Linked DNA regions of Pan troglodytes: region 1 is linked to region 2. The links are chromatin contacts, called in public Hi-C maps. All regions are on one chromosome and are shown on one strand. The core of a region is the stretch at or near the end of the contact, and the rest is flanking DNA. Distances in the headings are between cores, read along the strand shown. Region 1 overlaps RAD51B (RAD51 paralog B). Region 2 overlaps RAD51B (RAD51 paralog B).

What was found. Hi-C and Micro-C count contacts between places; a contact is called where the count stands out from the background.
Region 1: a Hi-C map of stem cell-derived neural progenitor cells shows a contact between it and region 2, with 9 times the contacts expected there. The contact joins two enhancer-like sites. A contact is called at or near these places in 2 of 7 Hi-C or Micro-C datasets (blood and stem cell-derived neural progenitor cells).

The regions. Positions count from the first base shown.
Region 1 is chr15:66,119,369-66,126,968 of NHGRI_mPanTro3-v2.0_pri, forward strand. All of the region lies in intron 7 of RAD51B (RAD51 paralog B), which reads left to right. Among named protein-coding and RNA genes, the nearest start is that of RAD51B, 320 kb to the left of the region's middle. Within about 2 kb of position 3,148, at least 13 of the 24 cell types and tissues checked have an H3K27ac peak or open chromatin away from gene starts, as enhancers often do. A contact at or near this core is called in stem cell-derived neural progenitor cells, where this site is marked.
Region 2 is chr15:65,923,079-65,930,204 of NHGRI_mPanTro3-v2.0_pri, forward strand. All of the region lies in intron 7 of RAD51B (RAD51 paralog B), which reads left to right. Among named protein-coding and RNA genes, the nearest start is that of RAD51B, 130 kb to the left of the region's middle. Within about 2 kb of position 1,398, at least 8 of the 24 cell types and tissues checked have an H3K27ac peak or open chromatin away from gene starts, as enhancers often do. A contact at or near this core is called in stem cell-derived neural progenitor cells, where this site is marked.

The sequences.
Region 1 (7,600 bases), core at 1,898-4,397, 200 kb after region 2:
TAGCAGTACATTGACTGATTTAGAACTCTTATTAGAGAGAAATAGAGAAGTATAAATAAAGATCTATTATTAGTTTACATCTTGCTGTGAATTATAAAAACTTCAACTCCAGTGGCTTAAACAATAGGGACATTTATCATCTTATTATCTCACATAATGAGGATACAGGGCTGGTAACAGTTCAGTAGCTCAGTGATTTCTTTAAGAGCTCATATCCCTTCTATTACTCTGCTCTGCCATTTTTAGTGGGTAGGCTCTGCTGTTAAACTGGGTCTCCTCATGTTTGCAAGATGGCCCCAACATTTCCATCACATCCTGAACTAACATTATCCAAAGGCAGAAGAGACACCATCTGCTATGTGATATTTTTAGGCATAAGGAAACCTTGCCCAGAAGCCACTTAACAGACTTCCCCAAGTTCTGTTGACCCGAGTTCTGCTGCATGCCCATTTTAAAATCAATTTCAGGTAAGGAGAATGCGATTACCCTTGTTTGACTGGACCTCACACTGTAACTTTTTGTAGTGATGGAAATGTTCTATATCCATGCTGTCCAATACAGTAGCCATTAGCTCCATGTGGCAATTATGGAACAATTGAAATATAGCTAGTGCAACTGAGGAACTGCATTTTAAAAATTAATTTAAATGTATATAACCATGTATGACTAGTAGCTACCATATTTGATCACATAGGACTAGATAAATCATCTGGGACAGAATGCATGTTGGGTGGTCAACTACCGTGTTAATTACGTCTTTAAATAAAACAGTGAATAAGTGATGCATTTGTGTTTAGAACTTCATTCTAGTTACTGACTTACCTGGGAGGATCTTTTGGGGACAAACCAACCAACCAACCAACCACTTGGGTAAAACCAACGTGCATGCTTACAAGGACTAACAGTGACAACATCTCCTAAGTGAAGGGAGAGGGTGGGAGATGATGACATGTCAACATGCTCCAGCATGTGGCTTGGCTAAACTAATAGTGGAGGTTTGATTGGGATTTTATTAGCTAGGGAGGGACCCTGCTGGTAAGAGAGAGTCTGCTCTTTTCCATTAGGGAGCTGGTTTGTTTTGCAGTATTGTAGACAGGGAATGACGCCTCCAAAGCCTGCCTGACCTGGAGGTCATAGAGCTAGGGAAATACACAGATGGCATCTGGTAGGATTTATTCATCCAGTTAATGTTTACAAATCACTTTCTATGAGCCAGGTACTGTTCTAGGAACTGAAAAGATAGTAAACAAGACAAAGTTCCTGTCCTCATGGAACTTAGAATTGTTACAAGCAAATAAATAATACAATTTCAAATTGAGATAAGTGTTGAGAGGAAAATAAAGCAAGGTAACAGAATAGAGTGAATGAAGTAAACCTTAACAAATGCCTAGATCTGTGACTTTCTTGTCAAACACTCAGGTGATTTTTTTCCTTGGTGAAGGAGACATTTAGTTTATAGGCTTATTTAAATTCACAGTAAAAAAAAAAGGGGGCTCTGTTTAGATTTGCTATTTGCCAAAAGAAAGAAAAGTTAAATTAGTCCCTGAGTTAGCAATATATTTTTCTGCCACTGGAAATTTATATTTTGCCTGTGATACTGTGGCAAGCCTTGCATGGCCCAACAATAGGATGAAATTTATTTCTAGTTTGATTGTGTTTGTCTATGTCCTTTGCCTTATCTGGAGAACTTTGGCTATCTAAAGTAAACTTCTGGACTCCAGCTTTCTCAACCATAAAATGGAATTATTAATAATAATCACAAGTCAATTGGGTTCCCAAAAGATTTGCCATTAATCAAAATAATTATGAAATGATCTACAAAGTTGTGGGCCAAAGGGAATATTAAACATTTTTTATTAAAATTGGGCCAGTCATTTAACCTCTCTGGGCCTGAAATTTTTCAGCATTACAGTAGTTGTACTGTTGTCAAGAAGATTAGGAAACAGATCTTTTCTTTCAGTGATGGTAGAAATAGAAATTCGTATAACCTTTCTGGAGAGCCATTTGGCAGAACAACTATAAGTTCTTTAAAATGTGCATACCTTTTTGCCCCAATGAATAAAATTGAACAAGTATTCAAAGGCATATATTTAGGGATGTTCATCATAATATTGTTTATAATGGCAAAAGACAGTAAACAAATGTTCAACATAAGATTTCGATTCATTTATGGTGCATTCCATGTGGATTCCATGCAACTATTAAAGATAATAATGGTATTAATAGAATTGGAAAGAGGTTAACAGTGTATTAGCTTTTGTAGTCATCTGTGTCTCTTTATTTTGGGCTACTACAGCCAGGTGTGGTAATTATAATCACTTTAAAAAAATCTAGGACGAATAGCCTATTGAGCACTATGGTGTCCTCGGCACTATGCCTAAGCTTTGTTCATATGTTATCTCATTGAAATTTCATATTAACTTCACTGAGTTGGAACAATTTGGAACCGTGTTTTGCAGATGAAGAAACCAAGGCTCAGAGGAATGAAGTAACTTGTCCAAGAACTTAAATTCAGAGATGGCAGAGTTAGAATTTATACTCACCCATTTGACTGAGCCTACATATTGAAACCATGGGCTAGACTGCCTCTCTGTAACTATCTTTAGGTGCTAGATGGGATAGTCATCACAGATATATTGTAGAAACTCCTTCACATCCTTTTCTGTAACTGCATTCTTATTTAAGAGTACTTTGACCCAGGTATATAGCAGGGGAAGAGGTAGTCCAGTCTTTAATATAGAGATCAGCAAAACCATGGGCCAAAACCAGCTCAGATATCACATGGCACACAAAGCCTAAAATTTTTATTATCTGGTCTTTTGCAGAAAAAGTTTGCTGATCCCTGCCTTAATACATTAGAAATCTGGAAGAATGTGTGTCTTATTACAATGACCACTTTTCTTTCCTTAAAGAGAATAATGAAAAACAAGCCAACAAACCAGTTTAAGGGTTACTGTCCTGCAGTACTACAGTCCACAGGTGTTCATGCAATTGCTGAGGGTTTTCTGAGAAGGTGAACAAGAGCAGTCTATTTCAAAACTACTGAAGCCCTTTTTGCATGACTGACTGGCATTCCCTAACTGAGCCTTCTTCGTTGCCCTGACACTGCCTGTTGCTGCTCCTCTGAGAAGGAATGTGAATTCACAGATGAGGCGCTCCATTAGTCATGGTGCATTTCCTGGGCCCTGGAGACATGGGCATGACATCACCAAGGGCCAATGAGAAAGGATTCTCTGTAGCAAGCTCTCAAAACTCTTTAGAGGATTGTAGACTGTGTGTTCTGTTCCTAGCCCTCAGGGTGTGATTTGAGCTTGCCTTGCTCATCCAGCCATAGTCTGGGCACAAAAGTCTAGCTTACAGACCCAAGAAGCCAGGACAAGCTTGAAAATCTGCAGAGCTGCAGGCAGATTCCCATTTAGTATTTTTTTTTTCCAGAGATCAGGTTGTTATTCCCAGAGTTTTCCACTCCTAATGATGTTGTTACTTCATGTGGTAATGGGTGGGTGGTGAAAGATGAAGTCTGCATTAAATAAAAGACATTTGGCAGTTAAAATTTCTGGGTAAGTATAGGTTGGTAGCATAACAAAATCAGAAGTATATTTTACCGTTTTGTTACATTGCTTTTGTGTGTAGTTTCACATAATAAAACAACATCTTTTAACAGCAAAGGCTCCTAGCAAAATGAGTGTGGCTTAAAATAGGACAATTACCAAAGAACTTTACTGAGGGGATTAGTAACTCATTAAATCTTTTCTCTTCAAGGAGAAAAGAAACTTAAAAAAAAAATTCTCTTTTCTTGGGTTTTAAGCATTTTGGATAAAAACTTTTCTGTCTTTCTCTGTATCTGTCTCTCTCTCTGCTCCCTAATTTATGTATTTATTTATGAAAATGATTTGTGGAATTCAGTCAGGGATAACTTTGTTAATTCTGCATACCAGGAAGTCTATTGAAAGACTTATTTCCTAATTGGCCCAATCTTTTGCTAACAAGGTATAATTGTAAAATTATCTTTTTAAAATATAGTCAAGGAAATTAAGGCTCAAAACTCAATGTGAGCTTACACTGAACAGACTTTTATAGCTTAACTCAGTAGTTGAACCTAAGAGCTGTGCTTTTCTATCTTCATTCAATCTATGATTGAATGAGAATGGTTCTTTTAGTATTTTTTCATGTTTAATTCCTTTTTGATGAAGTCAAAGAGAAATTGGGAAAAGTAGCCATCTTTATTAGTGTGTTATCTCTGGCTGCCATATACTATGGAAGAACCTGCCTCTACCACTTTTAAAAAAATGTTTCTGCAAGATAAAGATGATTTTTTTTTGTAATTATAGCGGCTTTTATTTTTAAAAATCACTTGAAACCGCATGAATTTATCCTTATTTCCTAACATATATACCAGTAATTAAAGGACTTTCCTCTAGAACTATAACATACTATAAGACAGGGCACTTTTCAACACTTCAGAGATCCTCCTTCAAAGATCTCTGTGCAATTCAAAACATTAATTACTAAAATTTCAAAACATCTCTGGAGATATTCTAAATGTTTTTTTTTTTTTTTTGGCTTGTATAGATGAGAAAGTTGAGGTACAGAAAGATTGAACCTTGTACTTTGTGTCAGTCATAGAAGCAGATACTGCATGCATAAATCATTCTTTTATCAAAACTCTTAAGAGGACAGTTCTTTGTGTCTTTGTATAAAATTGTTCTTCTTTTCCTTTGACAGCTTCAGGCTTTGCCTTATTAACAGCAGTGCTTATTTTTCAAAACCCTTTGATTGAGACAAAAAAAAAAGCAGGTTCATCTAGCCTAGGCAGAACTGGAAGAAGCCCTGAAAGGGATAAATTACCTAAGGGGTGGCAGTGTGGGGCATGGGAGCACTCCCACTGCCTCACTCTTAGCAGAGTACTTGATTCTTCTCAATCCCATCCCACAATTTCTCCCACCTGAACCAATATTTGCCAGTTTTCTACTCGAGGGTTGTCATGACTCCTGATGAGTTAATATTGGTAAAACACTTTAAGCCTTCGGAAAAAGGTCTCATAAAAGTGTACAATTGGCACTGGCCCTGATAGTAGTCACAGGCTTTTTGAGTGGGCACTAGGCGCCCTCAGATAAGGTTAACCAGATCCCTGTTTTTGGCGAGGACAGGCTCTAGAATGAGGTCTGCTGCTGCCATCTTGAGAGAACACATCTGGTTTGAAACGTTGAAAGCCAGGTGACCCTTGAAGCAGCCACACAGTAATGTCTCCTCACTGCTTCTGCTTCCTGCTAATTTGGGGAGCAGCAGGTGCCTCCCTGAGAAACCCTGCCAGAGGGTTGGCATGCCATGCTGATCGTCTCATTAAGCCCTAAACTTTTTCTACAGAAGAAAACTGTCAAAAGGCGATTCCAGAATATGACAGAGAGAGGTCATGACAGATAATCAGATCGGTTTATAAAAAGTTAAGGATGAGTCATGTCACTCCTAAAGGAGTTGGCATCAATTTATTACACAAGACCAAACACTGAAGGAAGAAAAGCCTTTAGTCTCATTAAGGAGCCCAGACAAAAATCCCACTTAATCCATCTTGCTTTTCCTTTTCCTCCAACTCAGCTGGTGTGCAGGTGTAGGGCAGCTTGGCAGAAGATTTGAACGTTTGGAAAAGGGAGTCATTACTGAAAGTCACTGACACACACTTCCCTTGGAATGCTGCTGATGTCATGGAAAACCAGGACCTTAGCAATAACCCCTAACAACCACAGCTACAGTAAACAGTAAATGTTACCTCCACCAAGGCATTGGTTTTTAAAGAGTTTTAACAGGCCAGGGCTTGCCAGCCACAACTCATAAAAATGTTCTTATAATTTTACCCTACTCTCTAAAAGTGCTGGATAACTGCTGAGGTTTCTCTGCCACTTGGGATGCAAAGCCAAATTCACGTCACTTTCAAGGTTCACTAATCAGAATTTACAGCATTTCTTTTGCAGTCCTCTTCATACCCCCTGCCATGCTCACAGAGTTAGGTCTGGTAGATTTCATACTTTTTCAAAGAAGTCTCTTGTCTTACTGAGTTGTCTCAATTTCTGGTGATGGTGTGAATTAATGTGGCAGGTTTTGACTAGTGTTTTATTAGTCTAGAGGTTAGGCAAATCTGGTTAATTGATAGCACTCAATCTATAGGTTATATTCCAATCAATTTGAAACAACTGGGCAAAGTGGAATTCTATAGTTCAAACTCTGAACTGGGTATTGTCAAGGTGACCATATAATTTATCATCAAAACTAGGATATTTTTGAAAGTAAAGGGGCTCTATTAATAATTACTCTGAGATAACAGCAATAAACCGGGACTGTCAAAGCAAGTTGAGCATAGGGTCACCCTTGTTACTGTGCCAAGAGTCACCATCTAGCTGTCATTTATTAAGTCAGACATTGAAGAAACTTGCAGGAATGCAGAACAGTGCCACTCTTCTCATGAACATTTTTTGTTTTAGAAAATCTAGTCATTCTCATAAAAATGTTATTTATGATAAGATGTTATGAGTTTATTAGTGTTAGTTTTAAATGAATTAAATAAATGCTTTAAAATTCATCTATTTTAATTTCTAATATGGTAAATATAATCCTCCCAAGTAAAAGCTCTATAGGTCTTCAATAATTTTTATATTCTTAAAGGGAACCCAAGACTAAAAGTTTTGAGAATTGCTGCTTTTTCTCTGCATGGGAAAGAATATACTACTAAAGCAAAATGATAAATTCCCTGGCAAGAGAGACCAGCTTAATCATGATTGCATCTGCTACAGCACTAGCAAAATGTCCTGCATATAGTTAGTATTCTATAATACATAAATATGTGTAGACAAATCTTGTGTGACAACGCTGAAAAGTTGCTGTGTTTTCTGACGTTTGGGTATTACATTAACATTATTATTTGGTTTAAGTCTTTGTTTTTTGATATTCAGTATGTTTGGTACTCTTTGTTAATCTTATTTCGACACAACAATGATGATGTCATTTTTCCTTCGAAAGTTTTATGGGATAGATCAAATTTCCTATGAAATGAGTATCTTAGATAAGAAAACATAAAGCATAATAGAAGTAGGACTCCTTTCTTTTAACCTGCCTAACTCATGTTTATCCTTTATCTCAGGTGTCATCTTCTTCATTTGGCCTTCCTAGACCTTCCCAGGCTGGTCTGCAGCCCCTCCCATGTGCTTTCAAAGTACCTTTTATCACAAGACTTACGACTCAGGGTCATTCCATTCATATGTTGGTTTCCCCAGTTAATTTTGAGTGCTTTTATGTCAGAAGCATCCTTTAATTTCCTTATTCCCAGAATTAAATGATGCTTGGTAAAGCTATTAAAGACTATCTGTTACACTGAAATGAATATAAAGAAGGAAAAACTAGTTAATTTAACTTTTACTAGTTAATGAAGTGTTTTTTTTTTTAAATGTCATATGACATGATTTCTATAGTACTGGAAGAAAAAATTTTTTAGAGTAAAGGAAACCACAGTTTGAGGAAAGAAGATAGATTGCTTTGTTATGACCTTACATGCAGATTGATTTATATCTACCTACCCCTCCACTCTCAAACTCCTTTTCAGAGTTAGACT
Region 2 (7,126 bases), core at 148-2,647:
GCCATGTTGGTCAGGTTGGTCTCGAACTCCTGACCTCAGGTGATCCACCACCTGCCTTGGCCTCCCAAAAGTGTTGGGATTACAGGCGTGAGCCACCGCACCCAGCCTTCCCAGTCTGAATTTCTTAAAAGCTTTTGCTTAGGTTAAGTTGTGGGAGAAAAACTGAACTCACCCAGCTAGCCAAACTATCTCTCTGTTGTCTTTCCACTTTATCCATCTATTTTTTACTTTTTTTGGAAACACAATAACAATAGTGTAGAAGTCTTTTCACATTGCCTGACTCTCCTGTTTGTGTCCCATAAGGTTCCATGTACTCTGTCCAGAACTCAGCTTATTATGTCAAAGGATTCTGTCTGGACTGGTCAGTCAGAGATATAAGTTCTGATTACCTCAGTGTGTGTGTTTGTATCTGTATTTAATGATGTTTGTGCTTGGCTTAGGCTGGGGATTTTGAAATCTTTGCAGAGTTTCCCAATTTGTTGGGCAGTTTTAGAAATGATAGTATCAGTAGGAAAAAAAAAAACACAGAAAAATACAATTTCTTCTTTCATCTGTGTCCCATATTATACAAATGTTCGCTGAAAGCACCAATTTTCTGGGAAAGGTTTTGACTCAGACTTTTTTCACCCTTTACCTCTACTCTCCAATTCATGATTCCTTCTTACAACGTGGTCATGTGCTTGCCCAGGCCTGGCTTATGAACCGTGCAGAATATTTGTGGGGTTTGTTTTTTAAGCCCTAAACTGTGCACATGATGCAGTATTTAATTTGGAATGAGCTCTTAGTTTAGTCACATGTGCTTCTTGTGGTGTTTATCTTGGAATCCACAAGTAGGAGGGAAGTATTTTTGCATTTTATACATCTGGACATTGTTCATGGTCCTTCTGTAACTTGGGAATTCTGTGTGAGGCAAAATCCAAAAAAACAGCATTAAAAATAACACGGAGTTATAATGACATCTGAGTCAAAACCCTTGAGAATACCCTTCTGATCCCAGCAGAGTTTGTTTTTGAGGTGGTGAACTTTTTCAATTGTGTGTGGTTCACTGCTGGCCTGAGGAGAATGCTGGGATTATAAGGTTACCTGACACCCTTGCATGTAGACTAATGGGTTTCCAGACATTCTGAAAGTCTATTGCAGATTTGGCATAGGGGGAAGATTTTGCTTTTTGGCTTAGGGGGAGGATTTTGCTCTAATTTTGCATGGGGTAAAATAGGTAAAGTGAATTCTGCTCACTGTTGCTATGCCTCTGCCACAAGCATTCTAAGAGACCTGTGAGACTGTCCCTATTTCTCTCTTAAACTTGCCTAATTACAGCCAGCTTAGAGCTAAAGTTGACTCTGAGAATGCCTCGGGCTCTGTGTCAGGACTGGGGGTTTAGTAACCTTATCCTTCCCCTGATTTCACATGAGAAGTTGTTTTAAACAGGATTGGACATAGAGATATAGCACAGTACCTCCTCCTTTTGGCTAGGGGTCTGCTAAAGTGGAAAAAGTGGGAAAGGATGTACAGAAACTCCTGCTCTTTGAGCGAGTTTGCATATGGACAGTATTGCTTTTTGGCCCCAGCCTAGTTTTCTTTCATTCCCATGTCTCATCTTTTATGCAGCTGCAGAGAGCAGGCTGGGAAAGCAGAATGAAAGCTTCAAACAGATTTGCACTTGAATAAAAGAAAGAGTGATTTCTCTTGTTCAGAGTACAGACCAGTTTGGGTAGAAAACTGTTTGCTTTTTTACTTTCTGGGTAAGGACTGTTTGCTTTTCTCTCTTTAAATGTAGTAAAGAGAGGAAAAGCTAATAAAGTAGTTGGACCTGCTGGTTATAATTCATAGAGAATTTTCAAATGTGTTTAATAAAGTCTCTCATATAATTATAACAGAAATAAGTAATTGGAGGGGAAAGGTTAAAATCCTGTAGAGGTTTAAGAATCAGTTAAATATGAGGCAGTGTGCTTGGATGAGACAACTAACTAGGAGCTGCTTCTCTTTGCTGATTTCTCTGACCTTTCCTTTTGAGATTTTTTCCTCTTTACTTTCGTAATGCATTTTGCAACTTTCATTAAAAAAATCCATCAATGTTTAAACTTCTAGCAAATAAACATATCCTAGTCCTATTATGGAAATCACAATGTAGCAGAGAATAGCTTGACTTCAGCTAGAGAGACGTTAATGATAGGAACCCTAAGGATTGATACCAAGATCATGCTTGTTTAGTGTTTTAATGACTCCAGAAGGAAATGGTGAAATCTGCTGATGACACCAAATTGTTTTTGCTGATCCAAACAAGGATTTCTGGGAAGCTTCTTCAGAGTATTTGGAATAGTAGAAGAATTGAGAAATATGGTGGCAGACACACTGAACTTAAAGTGAAGGTTTACGTGAAGTAGCAGGAGTAACGTCAATACGTTGAAGTTACAAAGCCTGCCAAATCTTCCAAAAGGAAGATTACGGAGTCTATAGTTTCATGAAAGGAAGACTTAAGACAAAGAACATTTATATGTATAGCAAATGAAAACTATTATGGGAATAGTTGCAATTATAAAGTTCAGTGACTTAAAAATATGATGTCTGAATTTGTTTTTAAATGTCAGCAGTAGTATATCTAAATAGGTGTTGTTTCTCTCGAAATGGTCATAGAAGATTATATACCCATTTTATGCATGCTCCTTTCTTGGTATGTTCTTTTGTCAGTTTTCTGTGGTGGCAGGTCTTTATTTTGCAGGCTGTTTTGAATTTTGAAACAGTCAACTGTCACTTAAAGCCAAGTGTGATAAATAAGACGGGTGGTCAAACTAAGTAATAGATTTAAATATATTAAATATATTAAATGAAATATAAAGTAGTAAAACTTATTTTCTTTTATTGCTTTCAAAAGTGATTCTAAAGGACATTACCAATGAGAAATTGCAAAAATGTTTGTGTACTAATAGTGTTAGATTAAGTTCTTGGTTGATAGATTTCACAAACATCACTTATTTAGATATGTAAGTTACAGGGCTTGTACTAATACACATTTTATTATATTGGAGACAAACCATGTTTATAAGTGATCTTTTTAAAATTTTTTCTTTATGCTCCCTAAATATACACTTAGGGAGGAAGAAGGAGGTTTTGAATTAACTGGAGATTTCCCTAATGTGTTGAATTTTTCTGACTAAAGCCTACATTTTTGTAAAGAAAAAGACCCTGTGGGATAAAAAATACGATAGGCACTATCACAGGAGCTGTGGGCTGGCCATCTATATCCATCCATCTATCTATTATTCCACCCATCCCTCCATCCATCCATCCATTTATTTAATTAAGTTATTTTTAACGGTTGGCTCTGGAGTTGACATTCATTTATTTTAAAAGAACAGTGAATCATAGCTCTTTTCCTCAAGATGCTTGCTTTTATTTGCATGGTGGCATATTGATTACTCAGAACACTATTTGACATATGGTAAGCCCTCAATAAAAGTTTGTTATTATTATGACTGTACTTCTCCCCTCTAATGTATAGAGGTAAACATTTTGGTTCCTATTGTGACACGTGGGTTATAATGAGTTAGGGCCTACTTAAGAAGAAAGTGGAAAGAAAGCGGGTAAAATTGTTGCTCAGATACTAGCATGTGGGTGGAGATATAGATATAGATATAGGTATAGATATAGATAGTGTAGGTATTTACATCTAAGTATATTGTATAAAGTGACGGATTCTGAATTTGCTACATTTCTCATTTCTTCAGCACTCTGGGATAAAACCAGCAAAAATGATGTGATCTGAACAGACACAGTAGATGGCGCTGTAGGACTTAGTTTTTAAAGAAAACAGTACAGCCAGGGGGAGTGGGGGCATGGAGGGGGAAGAAAACTAAAGCACATTTTAATGGGCTCTTTTGTACCACCAAGACAATTTCATCTTAGAGTACGTGCCTCTAAGAAGTAAAGATTTTTTTTTTTTTTTTTGACAGAGCTGGAGAATAATTTTAGGAAAACTAAATCTCCCCGTTGCTATGTTTGTGCCAGCTTTGTCACTTGGAAAGTATTAGTTGTTTTAAGCCACAAATATATAAGGAAGTTATTTTCTTTCAAAACATTGCCTTATTTATGAGGGTTTTGTTTGTTTGTTTTAGCTGTGTTTGTCTCTGTATTTTAATATTTTTGCTCCTAGCTTTTTTGGCCCTTTGTTGTTTCATAAAAACGTGGTTGTAAAGTTAATTTGAACCATATCAATATGACTATAATGTCATATTTTAAAATTCAGCTATATTTTAATAGGCCTTAAAAATACAGGTTTACATTAAAGAGTAACATAGTGTTTTTGATACTACCGTAGTGTGTTTATGTACTTGATCTTATTTAATCTTAGTACTAATTGTATGAATTTTATTATTCACTTTTCTAGGTAAATAAACTATATCAGAGATACTTAGTAACTTGCCAAGCTCACATACCTAGCGGTTGAACTAGTAGTTGCTGCAAGAGTTTCGCCAGCATATTAAAGTTGTATTTTTTGAGCACTTACTGTGTGCCAGGCAAGCTAACCACTGGAAATACTATAGTGTCCAAAGCTGACCTGGACCCTGCCCTTATGGACCTTACAGTTATTAGATACCCCACAGACATTTTTTGAAATCTGCTGGATTGAGAGTGGGTCATGAAGATGAATTTGAATCATTGTGATTGTTGAATAAGCCAGAGAGCCCTTTCACCAAAAAGAAAGTAAGAATCATACCTACCTTGAATATATTACTGTATTAAAATATTTGTTTTAGTTGTACTCCCTGTAGCCAAGGGAAAGGCAAGACCTCCCTTGGCTACAATGAGTAACTAAACTGTCTTCTAGATAAGAATCAGGAAGAGTAAGGAAAATCTGGCTATACTATAATGTCAAAATTTTCCACTGATTAAATGGTATTAAAATATCTAAAGCAAGAAGGTGTTAGTTAGCAGTGGAAGTCTGAGAGATTAATGTGGTTTGTGTACAGCCTAAGACCATGTTAACTTCTAATTGGCTTCTCTAGTGCCATTTGGTGAGATCTTTTAGAGTACAGCCAGCTTAGTGATACCCCAAATTGCCAAGTACCCCTTTCATCTTGGGACATTAATTGTCAAAAATCTTTGAATTGATTTTTCTTCAGAAAGCTTCACTTTATTATTTTCACACAATACCAAGTTCTCATGATATCTAAGGGTATGTGATTGGTGAGAAAACAGACCAAGAGTTGTTTTTTGTTTGTTTGTTTTTTGTGACCAAGTGTTGCTTTGTCGCCCAGACTGGAGTGCAGTGGCGCGATCTCTCCTCCCGGGTTCAAGCAATTCTCGTGCCTCAGCCTCCCGAGTAGCTGGGATTACAGGCACACGCCACCACGCCCAGCTAATTTTTGTATTTTCAGTAGAGATGGGGTTTCGCCATGTTGGCCAGGCTGGTTTCGAACTCCTGACCTCAGTTGATCCACCCGCCTCAGCCTCCCAAAGTGCTGGGATTACAGGCATGAGCTACCATGCCCAGCCCAGACCAAGAGTTTTAAATTGAGATCCATGATTGGGTTTCAGTAAGTGTATGGAATGTCTAAAATTATATAAAATTTTATGTGTATGTACTTAGAATTATTCTGGGAAGAAAGTCCATAGCCTGCACAAATTTCTCAGTGAGTTTCATAACCCTTAAAAGGTTAAAAGTGGTTGTAACTAGACTTTATCAAAAGGGGTGTTCAAAAGTCACTCCAGTTCAGGATTGTGGAAAGATAACTGTCTTCTCAAATAGGCATCTTAGAGGAAGGGCTGTTTGGGTTCCTTTTAAGAACTGTAATCTTGAGATGTGGAGTGAATTTGGGATTTGAAAATCCCAAAATAGAGTTTTGGAACTCTCAGCTCTTAGTGATATATTCTGTTTTGAAATGAGGGATACCTTTCGGGAAATTTGAAAATACTTTTTTCTAATTCAACTTTTAATCAGATAAATGATTATTTTTGAAAAATGAAATAGAAAGTAATAGGAAAGGGGGAAAAGTTGTTATGTCTCTTCATGGAATAAATAGCTAAAGAAATTAATTTCTAAATTTTAAATTTCATCCCTGGTTAAAATAGTTCCTCTTTTGTTGTTGTTGTTGTTGTTGTTGTTGTTTTTTGTTTTGAGATGGAGTCTCACTGTTACCCAGGCTGGAGTGCAGTGGTGCAATCTCGGCTCACTGCAACCTCCGCCTCCCCGGTTCAAGCAGTTCTCTGCTTCAGCCTCTCAAGTAGCTGGGGCTACAGGCACTCGCCACCACGCCCAGCTGATTTTTGTATTTTTAGTAGAGACATGGTTTCACCATCTTGGCCAGGCTGGTCTTGAACTCCTGACCTCGTGATCCACCCGCCTCGGCCTCCCAAAGTGTTGGGATTACAGGTGTGAGCCACTGCGCTTGGCCAAAAGAGTTCTTTTAGAGAAAACAAAAGTCTTTGATATAAGCAATATGATCATGCAAATGGATATTGTGCTTTTTTAAAACAAACAAACAAAACACACAGGTTTAAGGAGAGAAGGTATGGATATACTACTTCTGTCTTCCCTATCTTCTGCCATATTCTAAGCTTTGCATATGTTCTCCTGAGGAACAGGATAGTTATAACTTAAACTTGCATTTATATATTTCTGATTAAGTTGTTAACTATGGTTCTAGATAGAAGAATAAAGAAGTAAAATTAGATTTCTTAATTTGATATATTTAAGTCCCTTATTTTGATCTAATATATTTGATAAAACAGTAATCTTTTAATAGTAGCCCTGTTATACATAATAATAATACCTATCAGATAGGGTTGTGGTGAGGATTAGACCATATAGTAAATGTAACATGTCTAGTGCTGTGCCCTGAACTTAACACGTGCTTATTAAATATTAACTATTGCTATTACCATTATCATCATCATTAATAAACATCTATATTTTATATCCCCATGACTTAATGTACAGTATAAAGCATAAATAGTAAAATTACCCAAAGACAAAGAGGAATGGGAAGGTCCAGTTGATTAGCTTCTTGTTTAGAGAAGCAGATTATTCCGGGGGTTAGGAAATAGTTTCCTGTAAGGCATGTTTAGCTTTCATTCATGGATTGATGGCAATATAAATCGCTCTTTTGATGTGAGAAAAATATAATGA